Regions from separate parts of the Sus scrofa genome. Here region 2 is linked to region 1. Evidence: chromatin contacts called from public Hi-C data. All regions are on one chromosome and are shown on one strand. Each heading gives the region's core, a stretch centred on a gene start, on an enhancer-like site or on the middle of the called end of the contact. The rest is flanking DNA. Distances are from core to core; before and after follow the strand shown.

Region 1 (2,700 bases), core at 140-2,639:
GATAAGAGAACTAAGGCAGGAGATCGGATTAATCAGTGCCTTTCTCAAGGTCACTCTGGTGTAAGAGAACAGCACGGTCCGGACTCCCGCCCCCAGGTCCCCGACCTCTCCACACTCCCAGGCGGCAGAGCTCAAGGGTGCCTGGCTCTGCTCACGACCCGGCGCCCAGAGAAAGAAAACACTTCGAGGGCTCTCGGAGCAGTTCCGGGGGGACAGGGGTGCCGGGGGCCCTCCCCCGAGGCGGCGGCCGCCCCAGCCACCCCCTCGGAGAGAGGGCCACGGGCCCCGTGGAAGCCGGGAGGTGGCCCAGGGCCGCGACGAGGGGAGGGTCCCGCCGCCGAGGGGTTCACTCACCGTCGCTCTCGGCCCTGACAAGCAGGGACATGCCTTTCAGCCGCTCCACGTAGCCCGACGACACATGCCCGGTGCCCCGGTCGTCCCACTGCCGGTCCTCGTTGAGCGTGTAAACCTTCACCCGCCGCCGAGTGTCGGTCATCGTGCCGCGCGGGGGCCGGAGCAAAGGCCCCGCCGGAGTCGCCCGGAAAGGGGGTCCGGGGAGGCGGGAGCCGAGTGAGGAGGACGCCCGCAAGCCGAGGGCTCCTCGGCCTCACTGCCGCCTCTGGCCGCCCCGGGGCCGCGCTGCCGCCCGCATGGCCCGCCGCGGGGCCCGAGCTCTGGGCCCCCGCCTTGCCTCGCCTCCCGCTCCTCGGCGCTATTGTCCGGGCCCGGCGAGCCCAGCCACCCCGAGGGGGGCGCGCAGCGCTTCGCAGCCTCCTGTGCCGCCGCGGTAGGAACTCGGGGCGCCGGTCACTGCCCTGCTCCCGCCTCCGCCATGATCTCCGCGAAGCCGCTTCCCGCGCCGCCGCCGCCTCCTCAGGCCGCCGCCGCCATGTTTTCCTTCCTGATACCTGGTCCTGCCACCGCAGCTGGGGCTGCGCTCCGCTCCAGTTTCAAATGTCCGAAGCCGACGAGCGCCTGCTCCTGCTGCAACTGCTACCAGTGCGCGGAAGACTCCGAGAGCGCCCAGGAGCAGGAGCGCTCCTGGCTCCTGGGGGTCCCTGTCCCTCCGCCGCTGCCGCCGCCTCTTCCGTCTTCCTCACAGAGCCAAAGCCGCCGCCATCTTGGTTCGTTCCTCAATAGCGGCGCGCGGGGCCACCCAGGCAGCAGCTGCAGGGGCGGCCCGTTGGCCCCACCATTTAAAGAGACAGGAGCGAAGCCGGGAGCCTCGCAGCAGCGGAGGCCTCGGACGGAGGCGGGAGGCTGGCGCCGAGCTGCCGAGGTGGCGAGAGCGCAGGGAGCGGAGGAGGCGGAACGCTGGTCGCGCCGGTGACGGCCCGGGACTTCCTCGCGCTCCCTGCACGCACCGTCGTGCGAGCGCGGGGCGGTGTGTGCGTCCGTCGCGCCCTGTGTTCGTCATCAGCCCGGCTCCGGATTCGAAAGGGGCGTGGAGCCCGCCTCCGGCTGTGGAGCGTAGGGCGGCTCCCTACCCGACCGGAGCTTGGCGTCTCGGGGGCTGGGTCCGCCCGCAGCTTCCCGGCTGGCTCGCCGTCCAGCCGCGTCTACCCCTGCGCTGCAGTCGCCGGGCGGCTTCGTCCTGGGGCTCTGCCACGGCGCGCCGGCCTCCGCAAGTGTTCTGAACCAGCCGCCGTTAGAGCTGGACTGGGCATCCGGAGCGCGGAGATCGGTGGCGCAGGAGCCCCGCCGGACTCAGGCCATTCTTCTTTGGGAAGAGGTTGACAAGCTTCCGGGAAAGGCCACAAGTTCGGGCAGCAAGGTCGGCGGCAGGCCTTGGGAGCTGTCATGGGGCACGCATTGGGGTGCGAGTGTAGAAACTTCGGACAGTTTTCATTTTCTGGGCGTGGGACCAACCCGAAGTGACAAATCTAAAACCTCTCCTTACAATCCAGCTTGCTACGTCCGTTCTTTTATCCTTTATCAGAATTGTTATTTTCTAGCTTTCCATGTTGCAGTAAGAACTTGCGGGGGCGAGGGGCGGTGTACGAAAACAAATGTAGTACTGTACACTCAGGGTGAATGTTTCTCAACGTTCAGTGTTAAGCACTGTTAGTCTTCACAAAGAAATGACATTCTCATTCCTATCATGCAACAGTAGCCACCATTTGGGGGGCTTTTACTATTTGCCCGACGGGTTAGGTCATTGCTGGCCATTGGAAATATGAGCCGCCTGTGTAATTTTGCATTTCATAGTAGCACTTCTTTTTAAAAGTAAGAAGAAACTGCTGAAATTTATTTTAATAACATATTTGATTGTCTTTGGAAAAAAAAAATGTTGTCTGCCATTCTGGTTCTATAAGAATCCAGCCATTAGCCACTGCAGTCCTCACAGGCAATGCACCCTGCAGGCAATTCAGGATGGAGAAAAACAGGAAGCATTCTGTACTTTGGATTCACTGGCCCCAAGGTAATGAAGCTACATACCGAAGGAAAATTTTCAATGACTCCCCGACACTCTAACATCTCCCCATACACAGAAAAAACACTAAAATCGTTAACTTGAGATGTAACTCTTTTTAGGCTTGACTACAAATATTTTCCCTAGCAAAGTTGATATCTATTCCTGGCTCCTCCCTTACTTCTTAGGAGCAGGTCCTCAGAGCTGAGAGGCTGTCTCCTGGGCTATAGCCCTCAGTAAGTTCCCAGAATAGAACTTAACTCACAACTTTCACCTTGTGCAAAGTT
Region 2 (2,700 bases), core at 66-2,565, 1.4 Mb after region 1:
GCTAAAGATCACTCTCCAGCCACGCCCCTTTCCGGGTATCTCCTTAGGGACTAGAGCATGACTTGTCTCCTCAGTAAGCCCTATTAAAGCTACGTGCCTATTCTCATCCCTCCGGAACAGCCTCCTGAGCAGTCAGTCGGTACTCGCCCAAAAGAACTAAACCAGCTTACAGAGCCTCCTGCATTTCTGCCACATTACAGGCCTGGGGGATGCCGGCAATCAACAGTGCTTTCCGAGGGTTCCCATCCATCCCCCTACACCAGTCTTCTAAGAGCCTCAGCGTCATGGTGCCCCTCAAACAACCGATTGAAATTCCAATTTGCCCTGGCCACGGATGCCACCACAGTTCACAGTGTTCCTCCGAGGAACCCCCGTCAAGTCTCTCCTACGTCCGGAGTTCCGACGGGCTGCAAGGACCAAGCAATCGGGTTAGTTGAAAGTGTCAAGGAATGACCCGAGCCCGGAGAAGCCCAGAGGACCCGCGCCAGCGGCCGGCCCTACTGCGGCAGCCAGCCACCTTACCCTCTCTCGGCCTCGGGCGCCCGGCAGCAGACCGCGGGGTCCCGCTTCCCCACTCCATTATCTAGTCGCCAGTGTCTGTGTCCACCGCCGGCGGCCGAGGCGCCAAGACCTGCTGCCGATGCTTCCCGGATGGCCTGGCCCGAGGAGCGGGAGAGTGGCCTCTCCTCCACTCGAAGGGACACCCGAGAGGGATAACCGGGGCTGCGCAGACGAGCGCCGGAGGATGGCTGACCGCTCGTCGCTGCGGCGCTCTCCGCAGCAAGGCACGACGCGGCGATCAGAGCCGCTAGCGAAGCACAGAGGTCGAGGAGCGCTGAAGGGACCAGGCCCAGATGGCAGCCCACCCGAAGGTCGCGTCACCACCGGTGCCTCGGCAACCTCCGCCTGCGTAGCGATCCGAGAGCTGTCAGGTGCGCTCGGGAGGAGGCTGCCCCGCGGCTGCCGAGGGGCCCTGACGTCACCAAGGGAGGCGGGCCTTTGGGGGCGGGGCAGGGCGCTTCCGGCCGGGGCCGGAAGCCCGGACTGTGGCAGCATCCGGGACGGCCGGCGGGCGGGCCAACCCGGACAGGAGGTGAGAGTCGGAATCTGCCCAGCTCCGCAGGCTCGGCCGGTGGCCGCTGCCCGGTCCTGGGCTCCCGGCGCTGCAAGGCGAAGAGGCCCGGGTCTGGCGCCGCCCGCGCAGCCCTGGTCGCGGCCGGCGGGCGCTGCAGCGCGACAGGGGGCGGGGCCGGCCGCAGGGAGGCCGGAGCGGCTGGGAGCCTCCGGGCTGGGCCGGGTGACATCTGCTGGGGCTCCGGCAGCCGCGACAGGGGCCGGACCGCCGCGTGACCGGCTACAGTCACGCTGTGCTTAATCACAATTAGCTTTTGCTCCAGACTGGCGGTGCTCACCATTCTCCCAGCCGGTAACCCCGGGGATTTCTTTTATGGTGGCTTCCTCTGAAATGCCAAAGCCACCCGATTATTCAGAGCTGAGTGACTCTTTAACGCTTCCCGTGGGAACAGGAAGATTTTCGGGACCACTGTAAGGGTTTAAGAGTTACTTTCTTAACTTGGGGGCTCCAACATTGGTTTGACTTGTAGAACCGAGTGACATGAAGCAATACTGGTGAATCAGAAAGTATTTGAACTGTACACGTGAAATGTTGCGTAGAAAACTAGTTTAATTACAGTTTAAGGGAAGGTGTGCTGGACCCATTTAAGCTAGATATGATTTGTTGATCTGTGGGATTCGCATAAAAACACACTCAATATATACTGAAGCTTTACTTCCTCATAACTCACAGAAAACCTGTAAGTTGTTTACATTTCTTTAATAAATGGAAATTTAGTTATTTTAAACCTCACATGTGTTTGGGGGGGTATTTTAGAGCTTATTGGAAATAAAGTACATTTGGAATAGTTGACAAATACCAGCTTTATTAGACCCTAACTATTTTTTTTTTTTTTAAACCGGAAGGCACAGAGCATGGAGAATGATGAACTTCCGTCAGCGGATGGGATGGATTGGAGTGGGATTGTATCTGTTAGCAAGTGCAGCAGCATTTTACTACGTTTTTGAAATCAATGAGACTTACAACAGGCTGGCCTTGGAACACATTCAGCAGCACCCAGAGGAGCCCCTTGAGGGAACCACATGGACACACTCCTTGAAATCTCGGTTACTTTCCCTACCTTTTTGGTTTTGGACAATTATTTTTCTGATACCGTACTTACAGATGTTTTTGTTCCTTTACTCTTGTACAAGAGCTGACCCCAAGACGGTGGGTTACTGTATTATTCCCATATGCTTGGCCGTTATATGCAATCGCCACCAGGCATTTGTCAAGGCGTCTAATCAGATCAGCAGACTACAACTGATTGACACATAAAATCAGTCGCCATTTTTTCCTTACAAGTACAAAACTGCCGGTATTGTATGGAGCCTGATCACAAGACTGCAGTTCCTTCACAGATCTCAGGAAGTTGTGGTGGGGCAGAGGCTTTTTAAAAAAAATGTGACTAGGGGACTATCTTTATCTGAATAATAATGAGTTTTTAGGTAAAGCCTGAGATACAGTACTACAAAATCATGTTAATGACTTCAGATTTTGGAAGTAAAATTTTACCTGTTATTTGCATTCTTTAGAAACTTGAATAAGTTTACCTGGACTCATATTTTTATTCTACTGTGCAACAT

The links. Hi-C and Micro-C count contacts between places; a contact is called where the count stands out from the background.
Region 2: a Hi-C map of embryonic fibroblasts shows a contact between it and region 1, with 1.9 times the contacts expected there. The contact joins the promoter of TMEM251 here to the promoter of PPP4R3A in region 1. A contact is called at or near these places in 1 of 47 Hi-C or Micro-C datasets (embryonic fibroblasts) and 1 of 2 datasets of contacts at active chromatin or transcription factors (alveolar macrophages).

Annotation. Positions count from the first base shown.
Region 1 is chr7:113,147,599-113,150,298 of Sscrofa11.1, forward strand. PPP4R3A (serine/threonine-protein phosphatase 4 regulatory subunit 3A) reads right to left here and starts at 1,390. Exons shown (of 15, transcript XM_005666399.3): 1 at 355-1,390. The coding sequence starts at 496.
Region 2 is chr7:114,573,078-114,575,777 of Sscrofa11.1, forward strand. It overlaps TMEM251 (transmembrane protein 251), which reads left to right and starts at 1,316. Exons shown (of 2, transcript NM_001001629.1): 1 at 1,316-1,545; 2 at 1,981-2,700. The coding sequence starts at 1,466. The coding sequence ends at 2,392. It overlaps MOAP1 (modulator of apoptosis 1), which reads right to left and starts at 975. Exons shown (of 5, transcript XM_021099631.1): 1 at 523-975; 2 at 134-407; 3 at 6-132; 4 at 1-3. The coding sequence starts at 286.